Regions from separate parts of the Mus musculus genome. Here regions 1 and 2 are each linked to region 3. The links are chromatin contacts, called in public HiChIP or PLAC-seq and promoter capture Hi-C maps. All regions are on one chromosome and are shown on one strand. The core of a region is the stretch at or near the end of the contact, and the rest is flanking DNA. Distances in the headings are between cores, read along the strand shown.

The links. Promoter capture Hi-C pulls out the DNA fragments that hold promoters and counts their contacts. HiChIP or PLAC-seq counts read pairs in DNA pulled down with a chosen protein or histone mark.
Region 1: a contact with region 3 is called in a promoter capture Hi-C map of embryonic stem cells, with 2.5 times the contacts expected there. The contact joins two enhancer-like sites. A contact is called at or near these places in 11 of 39 promoter capture datasets (the 3T3-L1 cell line, 3T3-L1-derived adipocytes, the C10 cell line and 6 more), 1 of 15 datasets of contacts at CTCF or cohesin (the NIH/3T3 cell line), 2 of 484 Hi-C or Micro-C datasets (the C2C12 cell line and nephron progenitors), 2 of 115 datasets of contacts at active chromatin or transcription factors (double positive thymocytes and embryonic basal ganglia) and 4 of 9 other capture datasets (adipose tissue, embryonic stem cells, liver and 1 more).
Region 2: a contact with region 3 is called in an H3K27ac HiChIP or PLAC-seq map of embryonic stem cells, with 4 times the contacts expected there. The contact joins the promoter of Ivd here to the enhancer-like site in region 3. A contact is called at or near these places in 4 of 39 promoter capture datasets (embryonic stem cells, neural stem cells, pre-B cells and 1 more), 37 of 484 Hi-C or Micro-C datasets (B cells, CD4 T cells, CD8 T cells and 29 more), 9 of 115 datasets of contacts at active chromatin or transcription factors (T-cell acute lymphoblastic leukemia, bone marrow-derived dendritic cells, embryonic basal ganglia and 6 more) and 4 of 9 other capture datasets (adipose tissue, liver, macrophages and 1 more).

The regions. Positions count from the first base shown.
Region 1 is chr2:118,836,991-118,840,431 of GRCm38.p6, reverse strand. Gm39913 (a long non-coding RNA gene) reads left to right here. Exons shown (of 2, transcript XR_866660.2): 2 at 2,768-3,042. It also overlaps a transcript of Knstrn not described here. Among named protein-coding and RNA genes, the nearest start is that of Gm39913, 23 kb to the left of the region's middle. Within about 2 kb of position 1,476, at least 17 of the 459 cell types and tissues checked have an H3K27ac peak or open chromatin away from gene starts, as enhancers often do. A contact at or near this core is called in embryonic stem cells, where this site is marked.
Region 2 is chr2:118,860,391-118,863,847 of GRCm38.p6, reverse strand. It overlaps Ivd (isovaleryl coenzyme A dehydrogenase), which reads right to left and starts at 1,854. Exons shown (of 12, transcript NM_019826.4): 1 at 1,681-1,854. The coding sequence starts at 1,827. Gm39913 (a long non-coding RNA gene) reads left to right here and starts at 1,994. Exons shown (of 2, transcript XR_866660.2): 1 at 1,994-2,849.
Region 3 is chr2:118,639,465-118,643,183 of GRCm38.p6, reverse strand. Bub1b (BUB1B, mitotic checkpoint serine/threonine kinase) reads right to left here. Exons shown (of 23, transcript NM_009773.3): 22 at 3,445-3,551; 23 at 1,592-2,096. The coding sequence ends at 1,865. Among named protein-coding and RNA genes, the nearest start is that of Pak6, 22 kb to the left of the region's middle. Within about 2 kb of position 1,918, at least 62 of the 459 cell types and tissues checked have an H3K27ac peak or open chromatin away from gene starts, as enhancers often do. A contact at or near this core is called in B cells, CD8 T cells, DN2 thymocytes and 9 more, where this site is marked.

The DNA.
Region 1 (3,441 bases), core at 227-2,726, 200 kb before region 3:
TATCCCATCATATAAAAATGCCTGTCATGGGAATAGCTATGATGGGATGCATCAGATGAGAGGATGCAAGACGCCTTCTGCCTGGACATCTCTCAAGTGGTAATACCAGCATGATGGTTTGAGCAGGGTTTCCTCAGTTGGCTTGCTGATCTGATACTTTGCTGTCTACCTGTGACTTGCTATTTACTTATTGTACTTTTGCTTAATAAGTTATACTTATTGTACTTATATATGTATATATATGTGTGTGTGTATATATATATATATATATTAATTATACTCAGAAAAAAGGCCTATAAATTAACAATGTATATACAGATAATCTTAATTTATATTAAGCCATGTAGTTTGGACTCACTCTTCTAATATGATGGTAAATGCATTGTTACTATGTCTTATAATTCCAAAAAAGGAAATGAAACAAAAGGGGGCCAGCAAGTAGAAGAAAAAGTGTTACAAGGATGTAGGAATAAAGATAGTTTTGGTAAATAAGGATTTCTGAATGGTAAGACTTTATCCTAAAGATAAAGATCCTAGATTCTTCCAGAAAAATAAAAATAAAACAAAGCTAGAAAGCCTACACACGTCACGAAATGTCTGAATAAGTTATATAAGGGATGTGATAGCTGAGACTTGGAGACGGTAATGAGTGACATTAAAATATCTAAAGTCAAAGTTCAGCACATTAATGACAAATTGTTATTGAAATCAACAGATTTCTCTTATTGATTTTTCTCTTGGTAACATTTACCAAATAAAGTCTAGTAAAAACTGTGTTTAATCAATATAACTACTTGGGAAACTGAATCTTAATAAAACTGAGATTAAAAAGTGTTTGGTTATTATCAAAGCTTTATCAAAATGTTCCATGTACTGGCTGATTTTGTGTGTCAACTTGACACAAGTTAGAGTCATCAGAGAGGAAAGAGCCTCAGTTGAGGAAATGCCTCCATGAGATCCAGCTGTAGAGCATTCTCTCAATTTGTGATCAATGGGGAAGGGCCCAGCCCATTGTGGGTGGTGCCATCCCTGGCCTGGTGGTCCAGGATTCTGTAAGAAGGCAGGTTGAGCAAGCCATAGGGAAGCCAGCCAGGAAGCAGTACCCCTCCATAGCCGCTGTATCAGCTCCTGCCTCCAACTTTTTGAGTGCCTGTCCCGATTCCCTCCAGTGGTTGGGTATAAGTTTTGTGTGACTATGGGCTTCTGGTACCCCTAACTCCTGAGTTAAAGTCCCACCCCAGGAAGAAGAGAAAGCTTCCATGAAACTGTGCGACACTGATTCTCAACCTGTGGGTCAACAGGTGTCAACTATCCCTTTCACAGAGATTACCAAGACCGTAGGAAAACATACATTATGATTTATAACTAACAAAATTAGTTATGCAGTAGCGACAAAATAATTCTATGGCTGGGAGTCTCCACAACATGAGGAGCAGTATTAGAGTCACAGCAGGCAAGCTGAGAGTCACTGGACCTCACTTTCCTTTGTCACCTAGAAAAAAGGCTGCTTTCTTCTTCTCAAGTCTCTAAATGTCCTTTTGTCTTTCTATCTCGCCTCAGGTCTTTTTGGGGGGGTGGATGGGGGGATGGGTCTCATGACCCAGACTGGTTTTGAACTCCTAGGTTCTGTTGTTTCCACTTCCCAGGTGCTGAGATTATAGACTATGCTAGGCAAATGCCTAGCACCCCATAAACCACAATGATGTTGGGGTGGTGTGCTCAATGCAAAGGCAGGAGAATCCACTCCAGTGGGGAGCCACTTACAGCGAGGAACTGTTGGGGCTTCATGAGGAAGACCGGAGACCTTACAAGGGATCCACGGAGGCTCTCCATGAGGTTTTATAAATGGAGAAGGGCTTTGAAAAGCAGGCTGGCTGGTTTCCTTGTAAGATGGGGACAGAGATAAGGAACAGTAGGAAAGCAACTGCTTGCTGCAGGAAAGCTAGCTTCCTGTTAACTCCTTTTGTGTTAAGGATTAAGACAAAACTTTTTATCAAGTAGGCAAGTCTGGGAGATTTTTGGCTGTTTCCACTTTAATTCAGATCGGTAAGAGCAGGTAGACATTTTAGTTTCACCTTGGTGACTTTGATTCTCGTTTGGTTTTTATTATTATTTTCTTCATTTACATTTCAAATGCTATCCTCTTTCCTAGTTTCCTCTCTGAAAGTCCTCTATACCCCACCCCGCCCTGCTCTCCAACCCACCCACTCTTGCTTCCTGGCCCTGGCATTCCCCTGCACTGGGGCATATAATCTTTGCAAGACCAAGGGCCTCTCCTCCCATTGATGGCCAACTAGGCCATCCTTGGCTACATATGCAGCTAGAGACACAGCTCTGGGGGGTACTGGTTAGTTCATATTGTTGTTCTCCTATAGGGTTGCAGACCCCTTCAGCTCCTTGAGTACTTTCTCTAGCTCCTCCATTAGGGGCCCTGTGTTCCATCCAATAGATGACTGTGAGCATCCACTTCTGTATTTGCCAGGCACTGGCACAGCCTCACAAAAGAGAGCTATATCAGGGTCCTGTCACCAAATCTTGTTGACATATGCAACAGTGTCTGGATTTGGTGTTTGTTTAATGGGATGGATCCCTGGGTGGGGCAGTCTCTATTTTTAACCTGGCTTTTCAGATAGTTTTGAAACAATGGCCTCCTGTAATTCTGTTCCCCTTAAAACCACAAAACAAAACCCTGACACTGTACTCCTGCTCTGTAGTTGAGGGTGAATTTTTTTTTTCAAAAGTTTATTATTTGTGTGTGTTTCCTCAGAAGCTAAGAGGTCATTGGATCCCCGGAACTGGTGTGACAGATGCTGGAGGTAAACACTGGTCTTCTGAAAGAGGTCTCTTCACTGCCGTGTCATCTCCAGCCCTGCTGAGCAGGATCTTGAACTCTCAGTCCTCCTGCCTCCAGCTCCTGGGATTGATTAGCGGCAGGCATGATCTCACTACTAAGCCTGATTTTATGCAATGTTTGGGATTGAACCTGGGGCTTCATGTATGTTATTAAGAATTTTACCAACTAAACTACATCCCTAGCCTGGCCTCCTGCATCTTTCCTTTTTTCATCAGAGGTTTCATTTGGGTTTATAAGGGAAAACGGTGTGTGGGTTGCTGGGGATCGATTCCAGGGCCTTGTGCATACTGAACACATACTTTACCAGTGAATACTTTCATCTCTCCCACCCCTCAAGCCCTGAAAGTCCATGAGAAGTCTTTTGAAGTGTCATTTTAAAGATGGTTTAATCTGAGTGTAAGCGCCAAAGTGATATACACACAGGGGAAGGCAGTGGGCATGCTCAGTCAGGACTGTGGCTGGAGGCAAAGCTGGAAAAACCCAGTGGGAAAGCCTGGGCTATAAGGCGGCAGAGTACTGGGCTACAAGTGCTGTAGCTGGCGGGTAGCAGGTCTCAGTAAAGCACGTCCCTTGCAGCTTTACCCTGT
Region 2 (3,457 bases), core at 605-3,104, 220 kb before region 3:
AGGTGCTGCTGGTTTTAAAGGTACGAATGGGTCATAGAGAGTAGCTGAGACTTGACATTGTCAGAAGCCAAGAGAGGCAGGCTCTTGGTAAAGGGTCATGGATTACATTTAATGCCCCAGGATTAAAGGGGCCATGCAGAAAAGCAGAAGTTTGGCACCATGAGGAGATCCCAGAAGAGGCTACTAATAGAAGTCCAGCTCAGCTGCAGCAGAGACCCAGCATTTTGGAGATAACCAGTACCACGGGAGGGCCACCAAGAACAGCAGCAGCAGGAGGTGGTGCTTACCAGAGCTTAGAAGACAAGCTGTGTGGGCTGTAGAGGGCAGAGCTGGAGAAGTGACTCAAGCCCCTTAGAGGAGCCCAGAAGGTCATGATTAACCCTAGATATTGGACATTGAGTTATTTACTCTGATGGAGTGTGGGTTTGATTTGATTGTAACTGTACCCTGGTTCTTCACTTTTCTTTCTTTCTTAGAATTCCAGAAGGTGCCTAGGGGCTCCACTCCCTTCCTCCACTAAGGTTATTCATAGCAATACTTGCCCTTGGTATAGCATCTGACTCAGACACACTGTGTGTGAAACCATCACTCCTCAGCAATCTCTTAGGCAATCTACAGCAGTTGCTTCATATACATACATATCTAGATATCTAGATAGATATCTAGATAGATATCTAGATATCTAGATAGATAGATAGATAGATAGATAGATAGATAGATAGATAGATAGATAGATAGATAGGCAGGACCCAAGGCATCCCTGGAAATTATTCATTGGCTTCGATTAGGGAAGAGAGTTAAACCTAGCAATAAGAGTAGGTTAACCAAGCTCTTTGTTTGTTTGTTTTTTCCAGACAGGGTTTCTCTGTGTATCCCTGGCTGTCCTGGAACTCACTCTGTAGACCAGGCTGGCCTCGAACTCAGAAATCCACCTGCCTCTGTCTCCCGAGTGCTGGTATTAAAGGTGTGCGCCACCACTGCCCAGCAACCAAGCTCTTTTTTTTTTTTTCAGCTTTGTGCATTATGCCTTGAAGAGGGGAAGAAAACAAACTTAAGATGGCATTTCAGAATTCTTTAAAGTCTTCCATTGAAAAAGCAAATTGCCCTGGTAGCTATGGGTCATGCGTAACTTCAACCATAAGTTGAGAACCATTGCTTACAAGCCAGGTATGGTGGCCCATGCCTTTAATCCCATCACTCTTGAGGCAAAAGCAAGAGTTCACTAGTAGAGTTCAAGTACTAGTTTAATGCCTTCCAGGCCACCCAAAGCTATACATACTGAGACCCCAAGGAAGGGGAGAATGGGAGAGCGAGAGGGAGAAGGAGAGCGAGAGTGAGCGAGAGAGAGAGAGAGAGAGAGAGAGAGAGAGAGAGAGAGAGAGAGAGAGAGAACAGGTTGGGGTGTAAGTGTTTTCAGATTCATGAGAGCCACTAGAAGTAGGGCCAACCAATCTGCCCACCCAAACACCACCAGTCTTCCAGGTTTGGTCCTTACTCTTTTATCTCCTCCTAGCTGGAGTTCAAAGCCAGGAATCCCCCTGTCTTGCTGTCTCCCTCAAATATTAGTAGGGAGAGGGCGCGCAGTTCCTCTCCCTAGCTTCTACGAAACGCTTCCAAGGCCTGGCAGGCACAAGTCACTTGGGTAAGACCTGGGACATGTCCTGGGGCCGGCCTTCCTACCTGCTTCTGCTCCTCGTTTAGCCCGTTGATATCATCGTCCACAGGCAATATCGAGTGGGCCCGCCGCGGGACAGCGAGGGGCGACGGTGATGGCCGCAGTCTCCAACTGGAAACTCGCCGTCCCAGCAGCCGGATTGCAGTCGCCATCTCTGCGGTGCACCAGGAGCTTGGACTGGTTTAGCTTACGCTCCACCAATCCTAGTTTCAACACTTTGTCCAATCAGGGAGGGGGTGGGGCTTCAGTAGCCAATCGTTCTCGGAAGCCAGCCGAAGGCCTTGCTGCCCTTGCAACCATGCAAGCCAATCAGCCGAGAGGCGGCAGCCAGCCCTGGCTCCTGTGCTGGCTACCTCCCGTACTTGTTTCCTAAGTGTCTTTCTTGCATACAAGAAAGTATAGTAGTATCTCGTGTTAAGATTTTAATCTTGAACGGCACAAGACTATCTTTGTGGGAAAGCAAGTACTCCAACGCAGATGCCTAATGTGGAGGGATAAACTGTCCAAACAGATCTGGAGGTGTGAAGGTCTGTTAAAGAATCTTTTGTTCTAGAGTCCCCACTGACTGAAAACAGCAAAATTTGCTTTGTTATGTAATAGGTTTTGGTTCCTCCTTAAGCGAAAGAGGTTGCCCAGGATTCTCTGCCCTCGGATTCTGTAAGAACGTTTTCTTATTGGGGTGACAGGGCAGGAAGAGAAGAATGGTGTTTGGGGTTCCCTGAAAAAAATCACTTGAGTGAAGATTCTGCAAACTAATTAGAACTTTGTGATTGTGGGTGTTGGGCTGTTGCAGATTCACAGCCAAAATTATATTTGAGTATCTTTAGTTCCTTTAAGTAGCCGTTTATCTCCAACCCACCTAACTGACCCAGTATTCTTGACCATCAGGTAGGAAATTTTATTTTAAATTAGTTCACTAATCAGAGACAGGATCTCTATGTAGCCCTGGCTGTCCTGGAACTTTTTGACTTTGAACTCAAAAGAGATCTGCCTGCCTCTCTCTTACGAGTGCTTCCACTACAAGTGGATAACACCCACCTGGAATTTATTCATTTAGCAGACTACTAACTTGTACAAACCAAGAACATCTTGTATGTCATCTAAGTATGTCATCAGATAATATCAGAGATTTCCCTGGAGTAACTCACCGACCAGTGTTGGCACAAGGTCTTTGGTAAGTACAGTCTTTGGTTTTGTGGCTAAGAACATATCCTGTAGCTATTCCACACTGGAGTACGTCATTAAGGGCAACCCGAATTTTGCTCATGTCATGGTTATTCGTATTGGCTTAAAATAAACTTAGTGCCTTTGAGGGGAGATCTGTCTTTTGTGTCCAGAAGAAGAAAGACTGACAGGAGCCAGGCTCTTATCTCTTAATCCCCTTTCCACTTCTGTCCAGGAAGGGGGCTTTGAACACATTGCTTGGATCCTTGCTGTGTCTTTTATCACCTGAAAATGAGAACAGTGTTCCCCACTACAATGTCATCATGAGGCATATTCACTGGGCAGGGGGTACAGTGCGATGTAAGGCATCCACTTGAGTACCCAAGGCTTTGGTTCAACCCCAGCAATCAAAATTATAATAAAAATGATTGCATACTTAATTATATGGCATAGCACTCAGAGCCACATGCTCATTTTTAGTTGTCCCTACCACATCTGACTTTTCCTACCTGGTCTCACATTCTAATTTAGCCCCTCCCACAACTGGAAAGAGCTGCATTCTGAGCCCTCCCTAAAGATAGGTCAAAAACCAATCACAGAGCAGCTTCTACACCTATA
Region 3 (3,719 bases), core at 669-3,168:
AGGAAGGAGTTCACTTCCAGACTCGGGTCTGGCATCAGTTAGAACACTCTGACTTGTGAGGAGGATGCCTCTAACAGGGCCCCAAGCAAGTTAGGGCACAAAGTGCTTTGTGAATGGGGAGAGCTTATTCCACAGTCTTCCTCCAAACGGGGAGAAAGAAGTCCTGTTCTTCCCAGTTGTGCATCTGTCTTTCCTTCTCCCAGGCCCAGCATTCTGTTCTTCTTGCTTTCATGAGACCAGATCAAAGCCACCTGTAGCCTCTACACAAAACAAAGGCTTCCTTTTCCTAAGACAATGGGCATCAAATATGAGGGAGTCTGGTGGGTGGGCCCCTGAAATTCCAGCCCTCTGGGGAATGTGACCAGAGTACCTGGGGTTTGATGGCAGCCTATGCCCTGCAGTGATCTTAGCTTAAAAATAAACAAAAATGAAAGGGAAACGGAAAGGGTTCTATTTTGTGGTTTTATGCTTTTGTAAAGAAAACTGAAGCGATGGCAGACATTGTTGATGACAGGCACTGTTGGCAGTGACATCCTTTCCTGTCCTCAAAGGCTGAAGTTGGCGGAGGTCAGAGAGTGGGGGGTGTATGGGGTGAGGTGTGGGGTGTGAACAGAGCTGCAGGGTGTCCTGGCTCCTCCCACTCCTGCTTGTACTTTCAGAAACAAGATTTGCCCATACAGCAACTTGGCTGCCTAGACTGCTGAAGTATTCACTAGGTAGAAGCTTACTTAAGTTAAAGGCTCTCAATTTCCTGGGCAATACAGGGCACTGGGGACTAAGAAGGACTTGATTACAGAAAGGCAGTTTCATCATTTATTATCTTCAGTATAAGAAGCAAACTGAAGATGTTTGCAGAACTGTATTTTGGTTGAAGGAAAATATTTACTTTCTTTGTCTTTCAGATACATTTTTTCTGGCTTACCCTGTCGAATTTGCCCAAGTGTTTCAGTTGAGAGATTAGTTAGGGAATCTGCTCTCTAACAAGCTTAGAGCAACAATGGTGACAAGTAGAGGAGACTCAGGCACCAGCACGAGTGGACATCAGGTGACTGACATTTTAGTGTGAAATAAATAAATAAATGCTTATTATCCTACTGAAGAAACAAAAGCCTTAATGACACACACACCCCCACAGCCCCCCACACACCCAGCCAGTGCGCCCCTTTGGGTGCACAGTGTTCCATCAGACTTACTGTTTTCCATATTAGTCCCCACTTCAGTCCTTTCTGTTCTGACCCCTGCTTTCCTGACACCTAAGGAAAATGGTCTCTGTCCCCTCAGCAGCCCTGTGTCCTGCATGACAGGTTGCTGAGTACTCTGTCCCCAAAGGCCGGTACCTTTGAACTTAAGGAAAGCTGGTGTGTGTGTGTGTGTGTGTGTGTGTGTCATTTTACCTGCTTCTTTCTGGACACCCTCTAGAAGGACAGAGAGAGACGGAAGAAATGGCCGGCCAGCTGCCTTCTTATAACCCAAAGGCAGCTGCTCTAAGTCTGGGATACATAAGTTTCTACCACCGTAGAGTAAGTCCTCTCCAAAATGAAGCCATTTATCACCTTAGTTTGCAAGTGTAGATGAATTGCCAGCAACAGAAATGTAACAAAAACTATTTTATTATAAAATACACAGTGAAAGGAGAGTACATGTTATAAAATTACAAAAGAGAGAAGGCAGAAGCCAGAGGGCTAAAAAGCAGCTGTCTGCACAGAAACCTTTTGAATAAACCAGATGAGGCTGCCAGGGCACAGCCACCTGGCTGAAAGCTGTGCTACTGAGAGTGACCCCTAGTGAAGGACTGCTGATGTGTCTAAGTGTGCTCTAAACAAATCACAGCAGCCCCAGACCAGTTCTTCACCATACCCATGGCTTAGGCAGGGCTCTGGGAGCCGCCTGGCTGCTTGTCTTGCTGAGTGAGCAAAGCTTCCGGGCTGATTGTCTTCCCCAGCTTCCACAGGGCTCTGTTCAGGTGGCTATGGAATGTGGCATCAAAAGCCCCACCCATTTCTGCTGCCAGCTCCCCCAGAACAGACACTGTGGACTTGTCACTGGCATTCAGAATCCGCACAAAGAATTTATTCCACAATTCACTGTCTTTTAGCCTAAGAAAATTTAAAAAAAAATCATTTCTATCAAGATTGGGCATGTGAAAATTAGAATTCTTTCTGGGTTTAACTCAGCAGGACACTAACATGCCAAAGTGATATATGGTAATACCAAGAACTCTAAGATTGGAGATCATTCAAACACTCTTGAAGGCACAGGGAAGAACTACAAAAATCAGTCTGCTGTGGTGGCCCTGAACACACATGGAAGAAGGAAATCCACTCTCGCCTGAGCCCATGGATCCTGGCCACTCCGGTGCAGTGACACCCGCTAGCACTTATCCACACACAGTCAAAGAAAAAGAAACTTCGTTCCCTGCCAGTTTTCTCACTGCAGGTCATGACAACATCCCCTCACCTCAGGCTCCGCCATCCTCAGTTCTCTGACGTCCAACCTTGGTTAAGGTGCCTTGCTCTTACTCTCCTTCTCTTATCTGAAAACTCGCACTGCTGTAGAGCAGGGGGTTGACAAAGGCGGGCCCAGCCATCTATTTTTGCTTGTGTCCATTAACCACACCAGCAGGTCCACAGCTAGACCAAGATGCCTCTTAGCCCTGCACATCTCAAAGTACCCTTCAGCAATCTCATTAACTTATCTATTTCTGTTGCTGTCTGAGACAATGTCTCACTGTGTAGCTCTGGCTGGCCTCGAGCCTCTGCCTTCCATGGGCTGGGGTTAAAGGCCTGAGCTGGCAAGTCAGGATCAAACCTATCTTAAAAATACATGCAGGAGACAAATTTCCGAATCAAATGAGGAAAATACAACTTAGTGTTCTGGAGATGAAAGCAGGGAAGGGACATTCAGTCTTCAACACTGATCTAAAATGAAAACCAACTTTAGAACTGGCATGCAGTGCGTCACTACTTGGTGAGCCTATGCTGGGAAGCCATTGGCGCTATGTAAGGTGTCTGACAAATTCCCAAGCAGACCTGAGAGATCACTTATTTCTGCACCAGGAGACTGCTCGGTGGTTTGGTTCTACCTTATCATTTAATAGATAATAATCTAAACTCAGTATACCATGTGGAAACTTAACTCTTCAAAAGACAACCGACTTTTGATAAACACAGCTGTTAAAAAGACTAACACCAATTGGTTAGAAAACTTATTCCTCTAAAGTGTTTCTATTTCTAAGCTAAGAAATGCCCTAAAGTCTGAGCAGGTCTATGTCTTATTTTCAGCTGGCCATTCCTTTCCCTGTCCTAGGTGCTCTGCAGACACTGAAGTGAACGCAGAGACAGCACTTGGTTTAAAAAACTCAGGTTGCCTACCACAGCAGAGTCCGCTGAAGAGAGAGGGCAAACTATTGGGATATGGAGGAACCCTGGAGGACCCAGTACTCACTCAGAGGTGCTCTGGCTAAGTTTCCAGAGGAGTCCATCCCAGAAGACATGGAGGTGCTCCTTGAACAGGAGTAAGTGCGCTAGGTCTGCTATACCCAACAGATCTACCTGAAATCACAAAACGCTTCATGAGCTAAAGTGTAAAGTGGCCTCTGCTTCCATTAGCAACTGATTTACACAGGGCTGAAAGCACTGACAGCTCTAGACCTTAGTAGATGTCCTTATCTGTACAGGACAGGGAGAAGAAGTGACCAGATCATTTAAGGATTACTATTA